2 separate regions of the Drosophila melanogaster genome follow, and region 2 is linked to region 1. The links are chromatin contacts, called in public Hi-C maps. All regions are on one chromosome and are shown on one strand. The core of a region is the stretch at or near the end of the contact, and the rest is flanking DNA. Distances in the headings are between cores, read along the strand shown.

The links. A called contact is a pair of places that touch in the nucleus more often than the background predicts.
Region 2: a Hi-C map of the Kc167 cell line shows a contact between it and region 1, with 1.6 times the contacts expected there. A contact is called at or near these places in 33 of 107 Hi-C or Micro-C datasets (the Clone 8 cell line, the D17-c3 cell line, the Kc167 cell line and 12 more).

What each region holds. Positions count from the first base shown.
Region 1 is chr3R:6,475,095-6,482,427 of dm6, forward strand. CG15186 reads left to right here and starts at 3,217. Exons shown (of 8, transcript NM_001300271.1): 1 at 3,217-3,330; 2 at 3,669-4,290.
Region 2 is chr3R:6,522,497-6,530,097 of dm6, forward strand. CG15185 reads left to right here and starts at 5,012. Exons shown (of 1, transcript NM_141403.2): 1 at 5,012-6,178. The coding sequence starts at 5,033. The coding sequence ends at 6,061. It overlaps dpr11 (defective proboscis extension response 11), which reads right to left. Exons shown (of 8, transcript NM_001275391.1): 8 at 6,673-7,601.

The sequences.
Region 1 (7,333 bases), core at 1,967-4,466:
GCAATCGAAGTTCGAAACAAAGCGAAACAATTGCACTTTTTCTGGGGAGGTTTGAAGTCCTTTGGCAACGTTTATGAAACATTTTCTCCCACTGCCTCTGTTGTTTGTGAAATTCATTTCAATTCCATTGCCCGCCCACACTGCGTATACGTAACACAATAAATTATCAAGTTATGTACCAAAAAAGACCGCACGTGGAAGGGCTCAAATTGTGGGAGGAGCCATAGGGTGGGAACTGTCCCCCTCCACCCTCCAAAAGGCAGCATCAAAGGTTAGGTTGTGACTCTGCCCAACTGGAAACACAATAAATACTGCAAGTGGGCGTCGTTTCTGTTTGCTCTTCGATATCAACCAGAAATTCAAATAAATGCATTTTAATGCCAACAGCCTTAGCCGAGTGTGGACGCTTTAAAAGCTTTCAAATAGAATAATTTATTTCCTTCTCTGAAGACTATTCCGTAACGTGGGTGGCTGGTAGATGTGGGCGTGGGAATGGAAGTGGGCATTGCTGGGCTAAAAAGGGGTGGTAGGCCACCATCGATATCGCCGTACATTGATGTGTTAATTGCCGCAATTCCAAGGAGGCCAAGGAAACAGGCAATCACTAGACCAGGGTTGCCTACTCTTCTCAGGAAGCACATATTTATGTGAAATTACATTTTTGTATTATTAACAAAAAATTTACTCTTGTTCGATAAATTTACTTATTTTATGATTAGCCGACGAAAGTGTTGGCATCTCTTACATCTACTTAAGCCTGGAATGAAAGGGCCTGACAACCATATAGGCAATTTCCTTTGCCTTGCATGCACCATCACCCCCAATAATTCTTACACATTTTGTGTAAAAGTATTTTCCATTTTTTCTTGCTTCTCTCGCCATCCTGAAACAATGCATTTTATCTCGACCCTTACACATTTTATTTTTACTCTTTTCCATTCAGCTTTGACATAAGAACACACACACACATGGAACCAGAGGCTGAGACGCTTACTAATGGGGTGAACCAACTGTCTATAGCTGGTAGCCCTGTTTAACTGGTACAATCGGTAGTTATGATAAAAAAAAAGCAAGGTCTACCTCCACATAGCAATATATTTTAAAATAATCCGAAAGTTGACATGCAAATTCAAATAGTTCCCATGAAATGAAAGTTAGGGGATTTTGTTGTTAAGTGTAAGAATTAAATGGCTAGTCTTATCTGCTAACTGAAATATTAATCGAATTCAAAATAATTCTGGCCAGTTGTAACATCTAATGCAGAGCGAACCCTAGGCTAATATTACCCCTTTAGTGCAACCCTAAACATGTCTTATAGGCATTTCCCGGCACCTTGGGGTTAGAAAGCAAGCCAGTATGCATGTCTAGGCTGGATACGATACCACAACTAAATACTTAATTTTCCTCTTTGCCGTTGCCTTTGATTCTTTTAATTTTCCATAGCATAAGGCACGTTGGATGGGGCCACCAATACAGACGTATGCTTTGTCTGGCAGTACTTACGGCCTACGCACGCACACAAGCGCATCGCGGAGGAGTGGGGGGGTGGAAATGGGGCGGGACGTGGCAGGCGGGGTGTCTGGACGCCTGGAAGACAGCTGTTCGGAGCTATGGGTTCGATGCGACTGCAGAATAAGTCGGTCTTTCAACGCCAGCGGACGTTGTTTGTGCTTTGTTTCCATCCCCCAGGTCATATATTACTCATACGCCGCGTGGCGCGATCAGGCGATGCGGAAGTGAAATTGTTTTGTGATTGAAATGTAAATAAGCAGGGCCTGCCAAAACAAATATCGTGTTTATCATTGAAAATATGTGAAAGTGCAGACCACTGATTGACGCAGGCATCGGCGAATGCAGTGCACCCGTGACGTCTCTTTTAATAAATCAGTTTGGAGCATTTATTATTCGTTGAAAATGCGATTTTACCAATTTCACTGAAATTTCAATTTGAAACAAAACTCTCGAACGAAACATTTAATGGTCTTTCGCTGCCCGGTCCGTGTTCGTAAACATTTCGTTTTGGGTTACTAGAAAAAAAAACATAGTATTTCAAAAGTAAATAGAAGGAAAGAAGCAAGACATATTGAACTGTTGACAAGCTGCCATTATTTGCACACTGGTTCAGATCGCATGGAATATGTATTGAAAAATATATATGATAGCCTCTAGCTTAGAAAAACAGTTTTAAAACTATAATTCATCTGCAGAAAAATCACAAGTTGTAGCCTATGGATAACCTTCAGAAAGCCGATCGCCGACCTCTTCTTTGAAACCAAAACTCTTTGTGTATTGACCGGTTCGATTGTTTAGTCAGATGTTTTAAATAAATTACACATGCTACTGGGTAAACAAACATTCGGCATTGGAACAACTCAAGCAATTAGACATTAAAGACCATCGGAAATCGTTTTGAATTTCTCAAATTAACTGAGCGATAAAACATTTTCATTTCTTCAGACTATCCACCCCATTAAAATGCAGCTGAATGTTTTCAAAATGCTTAAATTCTTGTTTGACACATTTTGACATAATATTTCAAAAGCGAGACATTTTCAGTGCCTAATGAATGATTTATCGAGTGGGCTCCGTTCCGAAATTCGGAAATATTTATTTGGCATAATAGGACTAGTTGTCTGGCCGACTGCCGACTTTACAAACAGTATGGCTCTTGGGTCCTGGGCCAGTGCAACTTGTAGGTGTTCTATTCAGATTTTCTCCGAATTTCACTCGATTTCCATTTGCCCAATGCTAATGTAGAAATCGCAGAATGCCCCCGAAGGGCAGCCAGGTAATATTTATCTCCAGGCCGCCCCCAATGAGCTCACATTTAATACGTGGTCGGAGGTAAACACGCACACGAATCGTATCTGCCGACATGTCTAATACGAAATTGGCCAGAAGCGGCCAACCATTTCAGTTTCCCTCTGTTCCTATCGTAACACTAGTACGGCCGGACTTGTATAAAATAAACAGGCGATGGTACAATAAATTGAGGCAAATATATTAGTGTGTGTGCCCGGGCAACAAAAGTACAAGAAAATACAAATATCGAACACAATGGAAACAATAATGTGCGAAACGATTGGAAATGCGCCACACTCGCTGACGCTGTCTCCACCGACTTGGCCCTCTCTGTCTCGCTGTCTCTCCGTCTATATCTCTATATCTCTGGCACAGTCCGGTCAGCGTCCGATTCTCAGTCAGAAGCAGCCGGCTAGCCGGAGGGCCAACAACAAGTCGCAGGCGCGAAAAGCAATCGATTGGAATTATCGAACTATCGAAATAATCGCTTCGATTTTGAGATCTTAAAGGGGATCATTTTTCTAGTTGGTGGGAGTAGCCACAGTTACCTTGAAAACTAAAGTCTAAGGAGTGATCGCACAGCTATCATAAAGTTCAAACCTTTCCTCAACCAAATATTATTTAATTGTTGTATAAGATAGTGAGAGTTTCAAGTGTGTGCTATAAAACGCATTTTAAAAGAATTCCACATTTTATCGGAATCTTTTATAATTTATCAACAATGAAATTGGTGCCTCGTCGATAAGCGCAAAAATAACCAATGCCTTATCTATTCTGTGCTAATTCAAAGTGTGTTAATCAAAATCCCAAAATATCGAAACCACTATAGCCACTATAAATATTTCTTTTATTTTGTGTTCCAGCAGTACTGCAGCCAATGTGTTAATTCTTCGAAAGTGCCTTAAAGTGCAATGTGCTAATTATGTCACACGGGGCGTATGCGTGCTGTTGAAAGCCAATAGCAAGTGAGAGCCAAAGTAAAAGGCGCAAACGAGTAACGGAAAATCGAATAGACGAAGATGGTGGCGAAGGAAAAGGCCTAAACGACCATTCAATACTTGTTGAATTATTAGCTGAGTGTGTGTGAGTGCGATTGTGGAAGCAAACAACAAATGTCAACTGCCATTGCCCCGAGAGTGTAAAACGAAATATGTGAAAGATACAAGCCCAGTCGCAGGGGAATCGGTATCCGGGGACAAACGAAAATGAAGTGTCAGCGTTCTGGGATGAAATTATCAATTGGGCAAGCTGCTGTTGAAATGTGATTTATCCACCTGCCGCCGGTGCGATGTTCTCCGAGTGTTAGCCGTGTGTGCCACACGGATGTGTGCGTGTAGACAACAAAGGGAAATAATGTCATGCATTGGCTCGACGGCATTTCTTTGGATGACAATTTAATTAGCGGACGCGCCAGCGGCAGCAACGGCGACAACAGCGACGGCAATCAGCGGAAATCAACGCAGTCGAGCTCATCGCCCACCAAAGCAAGTAGGTTGCACCTATGTACTATATTCCGACCACAGTGCCACACACCACCAGTAGCAACCCATCACCACAGTATGTACACCCCACGGCCCACGAGCTTTAATTTGCTGCCGTGAGCCACCCGAGCGTGTTTATTTGGCTTAGAGCGAGAGGCAATCGCAAACTATCCATGTAATCCACATCCCCAAGGAGTGCCAGTTGCAAATTGGTTACCCCGAAGTTTTCGATTGCCAGTTGGTAGGGAGTCCCCAAATCAAAATATATTGGAATGCACCATGCGGAACATTCGAAACGTCCTTCTGGTGGAACTCATAAAAAACCAAAACAATCATTATTTAATATATATGAGTGTTTAGCCAGAGGGGAATCATTATTATGAGACATTCAGCTAAATAAAACAATGAAAATTAATGTTTAAATGATAATGTCTAACTGGTCTTAATCGGCCAACAGGATTATTCAGCCGTAGCATTTTTTTTATGGTTATTAAAAATCTTTTTATGATTGACCACTGATTATTAGGTATTTTTAAGAATCATACCGATTTCATAAATTATTTTTGGAATTTATTATGCTCTTAAATAAGACAGACAAATTCAAAGACTTCGCATCCATTAGTTTAAATTGTACGAATAATGTAATGAACATAACTCAATTGGGAAAATATAAAATTCAGAAATAATTGGAGTCGAATTATTCAACGTTTTATTTTTTCAATTGTTTTTTCTTTGTTTTGTACCAAGGAATTTATTGGGCAAATAAATGTATTGCTAAAAAAAAAAAAACATGCAGGAGCAAAGCGTTGCAAGAAAAATGCGAACGTATTTATAGGTCAATCGAGAAGCGCACTATCGGAAAATAAATTCCAATTAGGCCGTAAAATATACTTGAAAACGATTTTACCCAATTACCCGATTTACTCAACCGCCAATCATCAGCGGGATTCCAGCCAAATTCGTCTTTCGTGAAAATGAGGTTCAAGCAAGCAGGGAGGCGGGGAAAATGGATTGTATTCAATTTTAATTGGCCAGCAAATTATTCCAGCTGAAGCCCCCCGACTGTGTGTTTATCCGCGTATTGCTCATAATTGAGATTCAATTATTAAAAACATATTCATCATTTAGTCCGAGCAATTAGCAATGAATGAAAGGCAAATAGAAGAATCGTTTGTACATTATTCCGTTTCGACTTTACGCGTATGTGGCTCATGGAACTTGTTTGTGGGTGTTTTTTTTCTTCAAAATTATATCCCATGAATCAATGCGGGTGCTATGTAAACGATTCCCATGCAAACTTGTGTCGGCAATTAAAACGGTCTCGCTTCCGTTACCTTGATCGTTCATCGATCATCCGCCACGAATCGAGTTTTCCGCCCAGTGTTTACCCAGTTTTCCAAAAGCCTTCAATTAGCCCAGCCGGATCGTGTGGAACCAATTCGAATTGCTTGACGCATTGATTTTATTTTGAAATTAATTCGCAGCAACAACAAATCGAAAAGTGTTGGGCGCTGTAAATCTCAGCAAAGACGGCAAATTGCTCACATATGGTAATTTAATTTGTAATTTATTGTTTACAAATTCCTCTTGCTTTCATTTCGTTTCGTTTTGTATCGCAGCGTCTCTTTGCGACGTCCGAGCATTGCAACTTGTGGCATGTTGGTAAAAATAGAACCGACTCTCTCACCTTTTTGGAACGACTGCGGATGACCCAGTAAATCCACACAGCAGCATCTTTGTCACCACAAGAGTCTAAAACATTTAAATCGGAGCAACGATTCGGACAGATTTATAGAAACAAATTCTTATGCGATAATGAACAAACAGAAAAACATTTTAATAAACTTACCACATTCCATTTTATGAAATATCAAGTTACTTATTTAACTAAAAAGTCTTTTAAGATTGTCTTTAGGTCGATTTATGAATTTTAATACATTAAGCTTGATGGATAATAAGCTTGGAAACGAAAAGTTAATAAAATCGAATTCTAAAAATTGTTTAAACAAAGATTTAATACCGACTAGGCCTTGGCATATGTTAGTCTACATTTGATATTTTAATGTTACAAAAAACGCTTGAGTTTCTACCCGAAAATATGTATATAATATATAAGTCTTGGGATTTTACTGTTTATATCGCTTAGTATTTGAAGGCTCCAACAGGTCATTAAAATATGTTTATTTATTGATTTCACGTAAGTCTATGAGACTGAATGAGGTGCGCGCAAAGACCAATAAAATTAAAACACAATGGCCCATAAAAATAAATCTCTGTCTCTCCAGTTTCATTCGCACTAGCGAGCTAAAAAAATTCATATGTCGGCTAATATAAACTTTAACTGCTGCGGTGGGTCACACATCACAACTTGCACCCCAATGAGTGCAGGCATTATGTGTGTTTATGAAATCATTCCTAGTGGGTCAGTCGACAGATCCTCCGTCTGTTTGTCTGGCGTCGAGAGTGAGCCACACACATCCGTACTTTTGTATCGACGGGAGGCACACTGCCCCATAATAGATCCATAAACTGCAACAGGCGGCGGCAGAAATAGACAGAAACTTGTTCATTTTGCTTATTTGTCAGAGCGTTTGCTTGTGCATTTTGTTTACTCGCCCCCGGCTCACGCATCATTTCTTTTCTCTCTCTGTATCTCGGCGTATTCCCCTATTTTTTTTACATTTTTCTATTCTTTTTGGAGTTGTCTAGCCGGCACAGTGCCGATCAATAGTATGCTGCCAGGGATGCGAGCATTTGGTTAAAATTAATTTTGCGACAAATAAAATGGTTCGCATTAAAATAAATTCCATTGTATGTATTGTAGATAGCACACACTGTGCTGATGCTAGAAATGTGACAATGATTATAATTGTTTAAATCGTGACAATATTATGAGACATATTTATTATATAGATATAATTATAAAAAATTGAATTGTATTGTAAATTTTCAGTTTAATTCTCTAAAACGTTGTTTTTGACAGATGTAAGAAATTTATTCTCAATATGTTCCCTGCATATACATGTTTCAAAAAACCAACCGTTCGCCCG
Region 2 (7,601 bases), core at 3,762-6,261, 49 kb after region 1:
ACTGGATTCTAAGCGAATTTTCGTTCATTTTTGGTCCAAGTGCAGCTCAGGCCATGCAACAAATGGCTATAAGTAAACTAAACCCATGACCCCATTAAAAAATCAGAACAAAACTAGAGTAAATAAACCGAACAACTTTAGCTGGCCAACGAAAAAAGTTGGAAATAAACTACGAGCGAACTGCACTCAACTTGTAATGAAGTTTCAATATACAAATCAATAAGGACCCAGCGGCAGAGCTAGGACCACCTCCTTGAGTCCAGAATCTGCAGACTGCACACCGCCAGGAAAATTCGAGCAAAAACAAAATAACTTGAGCGCCGAAAGGCGGGCCGACAATCTGTGGGATGCATAGATGAGGCCCACTGCTGTTTGGGTCAGTTGCTAACTTTTCAGACGTCAAGTAGGAGGCGTGGAGAGACATGCCCATGGTCGGTGGTCGGCATCGGCAGGAAAAGTTAATGATGTCACTTCCACTTTTGCCCATTGCCCAGAGGCCGAAGACATCAGCCCAACCGTTTTCGATGCGAGCTGAGGCAGACCGAAGTGGAACGTGTGAAAAATACGAAACTATTAAACTATCGCTGGGCACACAGACTCAGCCACATAAGCCACAAGGAGCCACAAGGATAAGAGCACCATGATTGGAGGGATCATGTGATGGGATACAGAGAGAGAATCGTGGAAAACATTCTACGACTAAATTATCTTATAATTTTAAGTAATGTGTTTTAGATTTTATATCTAAATCATATAATATAAAACAAAGGAGTACAGTCAACTGCAGTTCCTCCTTACTTAGCTAGTTCCTTTTTTACAAAAAAAATCAATAAGTTTTAAGACATTTTAAAAATGTCATCAAACAGTTTTACAAAGAAGTTTTACAATTTTAGTTGGATTGGTGTTGTTGACGTTATATTAGTGATAGCTTTTGCTTTCAGATGCATTCTACTATTATGCATAAAAAAGATAAAAAAAAGGCTGACTTGTGCAGCTTGCAACGATGAACGTTAGTAAGAAAAAATTGACATAAAATCGCTGATTGCTTGTAAAAAAATACATTTGAGTTCCCTTAATTTCTTTATATATGTGCAAATATTCTTGGTAACTTCTTGACCCTTTGGGTGCCATTCTAATCTTAAATGAACATTTGGCTAATTGCAGGAGTTTAAATACAAAAACAATTACATCACTCAAACTGAAATGGGCGATGGCTAAAATGGCCGAGAAGAAACACCAATAATCGCGCAACACACTTAGCCAAATTTCAAGCAATTAAATCTTTAATTCGCGCTTAAAAGCTGTTTCACTCCCGGATTCCCTCTAGCAATTTCCCCCGTTTTCTGCGGGGGGTCCCTAACTAATTATAAAACGGATGCGCCACATTTTCCAACCCGAAACCCCCGCTTTTTTTTAGGTAGCGCTTTGTTTAAGGCCGCAAGTCCCAACCAGAAAAGGGACAGATAAATGCGACGGTCTGCTCCTAAAATAACAGTATTTTGCATAATTGTTGACCCAGAAAGTCCGAAAAGAAAGCAGCAACAAAACAGGGGAACTTGCTGCTGCTGCTGCTGCTGCAAAGAATGTAATTTCTTTTTCTTATTTTCCCCAGCATTTTCCCTCGGCGTCGCTGTGGGAACCGCCAGTGATTTGTAATTAGGAAACGGCCGCCAACTGTCGCCTTGGTTTTGGCCTGGCCAGGACGATGCCACGCCCCATTTGCACCGCAACGGAGGCGGTGGCATCAGCGGCAGCGGCTGGAGGCATTAGCGAACGTTAAATACCCAAGTGCCATCTGCTAAGGGGAAAAGCGGCTACATACAAAAAAAAAAAAAGTGACCGGGAAAATTAAATGAATGAAAAGTGCTAGAAGAAAAGTGTAAAGCAATGACGGCGACGCCTTTTCGCCATTTTCGCAGTTTGCGGCTTGGTGGGAAATGGGGAGAGAAAAGCGTATGGGGCTGGTGATGGTGGAAAACTGTGGCGAAGATTCCCAGCCATTTGTGTGCGTAGTTGGCGAAAGTTTATTAAACATTTAAATTCACTCATTTCTCGGTGGAACTGCTCCTTTCTTTTTCGGCTGGGGAAATGACCAAAAATTGAAATTATTTCATGTCCGGTGTCACCATTTTCGGCTACCGTTTTGGGTTCAACTTGGTTTGGTTCTGGGGTTCTTTTGCTGTAAAATTAATCCATTGATGCAGAACTTCTGAAACTTCATTTTCAACGGAAATTTATAAATTTTGGGCCAGCGGCCTTGGCCGGCCCTTGTTTACTCATGTCCTGCATGCTTCCGTTTTTCCACTTTTCCACTTTCTCTGCCTTTTCGGCCACCGGAAACGACCTTTTCTTTCTGCATAATTTCGGGAAATATGTTTGCAGCAGTTGGTAATGTTTCGGGTAAAGTTTGGGCCAATGATTTATGGTGGGAATTCGTTTTAAAACGGTTTAGTCGTCTTAGAAGCGTTTTAACACAAACGGGCTAATTTTATTGTTTTTATTTGTTTGATATAAATCAAAGCCAATATGAAAGCATGTTTATCTTTATTCCTAATACTTATATAAATTTATTAATATTCTGATATATTCCGCTTATATTTATCGTGCAAAAAGCTTCACCAATTGTTTGTCAGAAATGAAATTTAAATATTATTCCACTTGGTAAAAATGTTTCTATTAAAATATGGAGTATACTGTAATTCAAATGTGTTTTTTTTGTTGTAATTGATTAAATCTGGAAAAACATGATAAGATAAATGCCTAAAATTATATTCCTCTTAAAAATCCGTTGAAAAAATCTATGTTAAGCCCAAGAACACCTGAAGGGCACCGAAAGTACCTTGCAAAACTTTGGCAAATGACCAACAGCGCTGCGGTGCCGAAGGAATACATCCCGATGCGAATGCATCCTTTTCGGTAATAAAATCGCGTTTAGACATGGTCCTTTGCAATCACAAATCCTATTCAAACCGCTCGGCTTGGCTTTGATTCCGAAAGCCCCGAAAACTTTTCCGCCCCCAAATTGAAAGGAATCTTTGTAGTGCACAAGTGTGTGTGTGTGTGTGTGTGTGTGTGTGTACGGCTGCTCGAAGCAGAGGCTCTTTGGCATTAGCCACCATCCTGTGCTCCTTGATCCTGGCTCCTTTCAATGGCTCACCTTGTGAGAAGAGCATATACAATGGGTACACCCACACACGCACACACCACCCCACTTCGTCGCATTCAGACTCTCACTTATTAGAGGAAAAGCAGGTGAAACCCATCCTTAAGGCGGTGACGTTGCACTCGGAAGTCAGTCTGAATATGCAGCCCAGAAAATGGCAATAATGAAATCAAAATGTGAATGCCCTTTGCATTTCCTACTTACAGTTTGACCCTGTTACGAGCCAAGCAAAAGCAAAAGCTACAGATGAGCCTGGTCAGCCTGCAGGCACTTCCTTTGCCTGCCACGCCCCCCGTTGAATAAGCCCTCATTAGTCCCCCTTTCGAGAATTATGCGGCTTCGCAGCGTTGGCTGCTGCATTAAATTTGCATTCGAAAGCTGCGTTCGAAAGTTGAGACAAATCCTTGCCAGGCATTCGTTATGAGGATTCTTTTAGGGCCGCAGGTCAAAGCAAGTTTGGAGAAGCTTATTCAAATTATCAGATTTAGATACGAAGAACTCTCTCAAAATGGTAAACTAATATAAGCCAAGACTGTGTTAAATGGCAAAAAATAATCTTAAAGCAAATAGTTTCGTTAATAAAAATTTGATGCAATGATTGGGCTTTACAAACTTTTTTTAATCATATCCCCCTTCACTTGTTAATTTTTTTTGTGAACTCTACACAACCACTACTCTCCGCCTCGCACAAGAATCGGCAGTCTGCAAAGTATAGAGTTCTTCTTTTGACATTCCTATGGCGACTTGACCGCAGGATGTTTGTTACACTCGTATAACTTAAACCCCTCCAAGTACGAGAATGGCGCGAAGAAACGCCACATAACTCCATTAGGATTTTTAGGACAAGTTCGAGTCCCGCATATGTAATTAAAATATGTTCAAGGATCTCTGAATCTCTCAAGTAACGTTCAAGTAACTTACAGTAAATTAAATTTCACTGGAAAATAATCAATAAATGAAAATGAATGCTATAGTTCCAGAAGAACGAACTACATATATTTTGTTTCTATTACGTTTCCTAATATACATACATGCATGCCAACAGATTACGAACTTTATCCGTTTTATTAATGTTCTGGGCTACTATTATTGTAAATCTCTCGATGTTCCCCGTTTTAATTTATTTGCCAGACACAATGCGGTCGACAACAATTGCAGGACGTCGGCTGTCCTAATGGAAAATGGCCGGATCAAACCCTCAATCCTTTCAGTCACGTTTGTCCTTGTTGCCTCGCCTGGAATTAGACAACGAGTCGACCTTGACCCGACTGTTGACTCCATTGTCCACCCCGTTGGCTCGGATGGCTTAATTTTATATTTCCGTTGTAAATACACCCAAAACTGGTTCCATTCACATTCCGACACTAATGTTTTAACATTTCATTATTCGTTTTTCAAACACCAAGCTTAAAATATTTCTACCACTCAGATGATTGTTGCACTATTGCGTTAAATTGATGATTGTTAAATCTCATATTTGGTCAATTTGCTATTCATCACCTCTGCTTTTAAAATCGATTAAGCAGTGTTGTCATCTTATAAAATTGAGATGTGGAGAAAACTCTTAAGAAACTAGTTCTTTCGTAAACAATATGGCCGTGTTTATAACTTCGTGTAGCAGGCTTGTAAAAATGATAACAATCGCTGTTAAATTTCCAAGGAATCACATATTTAACAGTGTATGAAAAACGCAATATTTGTTTTTTCTAACTTTACAAATTAAATTATATAACTAATCCCCAATATCGCCATTCACCCAGAAAAATAGTTTTATCGATAAGTGGGTATCTCCATCCCTGGCTATAGCACGTTTCGGAAGAAAGTTTTTTTTTGACAATAAGATAATTAATACTATAAATAGCTTATACAATGGATACCCACATTGTTTGTGACCAAGTCTTTATTGCGCATGCTGAAGATGAATTGTTACTTATTTACGACAATGAAATTAATTTCGGGGAGGATCCTGCCCCAATCTATGATGACGTCTGGCAAAGCGAAGAGGACGTGACCCCAGAAGAGATTCTAGCCGACGTCAAAGACTACGGAGCTTTAGAGGAAGTAATGGACACTCCTATAATTTACGAAATCTCGGATAGCGAGAATGAAATGACTCCAGAAGAGAATTTAAACGAGGTCGTAGACCACGATTCGAGGAAAAAAAATGTCACTTACGATGTAGACGTTTCGGCCCTAATCCAGAATACCGAGCTCTTTCAACCAGAAAAACTTATGGTCTACATTCACGGTCCAAATTTCACGTTTCCAGATTCGGGATTCTTTGCAGAGCAGGGAGATAACTTGAATGCAAACAATGTAACCTACAAGACGATCGCGTCTGATACTATTAGCCATTCACCTGGAGAAGTGACCGATGTGACAGGCGTAATCTGTTATCACAGCCATGACTTCGTCTTCCAGGCATACTCGCCGCCATCGATCCCCAGCTTGCATGCCGACCATTGTCCTCGTCACTTCAAAACCTCACGAAACGTCTTCTGGGCCGAAATGGAGGAGGTGTCCTGCATCCTGCTGCATTCGGCGGCCGCCTATTTAGAGGCCCCCGCTTATGTGCACGACGACACGATTGCTTTTGTTGCCAAGGGTCTCGCCTTGGCCAAGGAATTCATGACCGATGGGGAAACTCCCCAGAGCAGACCGCAGAGCATCGGTCGCCTGGTGGCCGCCATTGTCATGGACAGGAAGTCGGCCGTTGTAATGGCATATGCCGTGAACCACTTCGTTCCTCAGACCATGACCGATGACAGCACAGGCGAGGTGTTAGGCATAATGCTCAATAACGTCATTCGCGGATTTGCCATCAACGACCACCTCCGTCGTATCATTATCAAAAAGACCTGCCCCGTTCTTTCCGTGGTGAACCAAATTCCAAACTAATAGTTCCCCGGCATCGCATCGAATCAATTTCATATTTTCATCATATCATCATGTGTGGCTAGTTTGAGCATTTGGGAAGGTAACACAAGAATAACCAGAAAACTGAATATAAGTGATAAAATAACGGTTGTCCTTGTAACTTTTAAGGTGTCTGTCAATTTTTTAAAATTAAAATATACAGGCTTTGTTTTAACATGTTGTTATCAGAAATGGGTTCCTATAATGAACACTATGTGATTATTTTTTATTAATCATATAAGGTTTTAAAGATAAGAAGAGAAAATCAAAAACTGTCCCGTCAGTGAATTTTGAAATGTTTTATTTTTAAGATGTATGGGAAAAAAACTAGTAATGATAAATAATTCTGTGGCTTAAAAAAAAAGGCATTTTAAGCTTAGATTTTCAGATAACTAAATGAATGCTTTAAAATGTGGTTTGCATATAAAAATTTTAACTATTTTGCACATTGCTGTATGTACCAGATGTATAATAAATCTTGCTTATGATTAAATAAATAAATAAATGAATAATTTTTTTTTAAATTTGTACTTACCATAAGTGTTGGACTTTTTTTTTCTTAAACTCCAATGAAAAGACTTCTTTAAGTTATTCAATTGTATTATTTTATTGTATGTAATGCAATAAATTTGTCAGTTAAAGTTCACATAGTTCTTAGTTTCGTTTACATATGTATATGTGTATGTAAGTATTTTCGTTATTAGTCGGTACTTAACATTAAACTTTGCTATATCATGAGTACACGTGTGTTCGAGTGTCTGTCTTTAAAAGGTAACGTCCACACCTCTGCGAATTTGGGACTTTTGCGTTTAATGCGATTTATTTACAATTAGTCGGGTGTTGATAATTACACGAATGGCGTCTACACGTTAATCGAGTTGATGAAAAACACTTAAGAGCTTAGAAATGTATTTTGATTTCGATTTGTATCGTACTTGCCTATGGTCATATATGTACGCCGCTTAGGTCTAACAAACTGTCATTGTTCAACATTCACTTAAATGGGGTGTCCAACCGGCTGTTGGTGGCTTTTTGGCGGGAAATTAAAAGGCTGAACATAAGTGTCAGGGTTGGGCGCTGCTGTGGGGTGGGTGGCTGAAAGGTGGTTAGCCGCAGACCGCGAACATTTGATGCATGCAAGCCGGAATGTGTTAATTGTCCACACCCGTAAAAAGAAAAGCCCGCCCCTGCTGTAATATTGACCACAGAAATTTATTTCCGTGGCTTTTTCTCGCCCGTCTGTCTGCGAAGCGTGTTTGCGTTGGCTCACAGCTGCTTGCGGTTAACTTGGCCCGGGATCAATTTGTTAAGCGCTCAAAGACGGGCGCATCCAGTATACGCAGGGTGTGACAGCCGACGCCTTGGGACAATCGCACACATAATTAATGCCGCTTTGAGGGCATTGATTGAGTGGGAGTGGGCCTGCACCTAATTGCAATTAAGTTGACGCTGCAGCCTCAATTTCTACGTACACACAAATTCACGAGCAGAGACAACTTTAATTAATTTCAGACGATTTTTA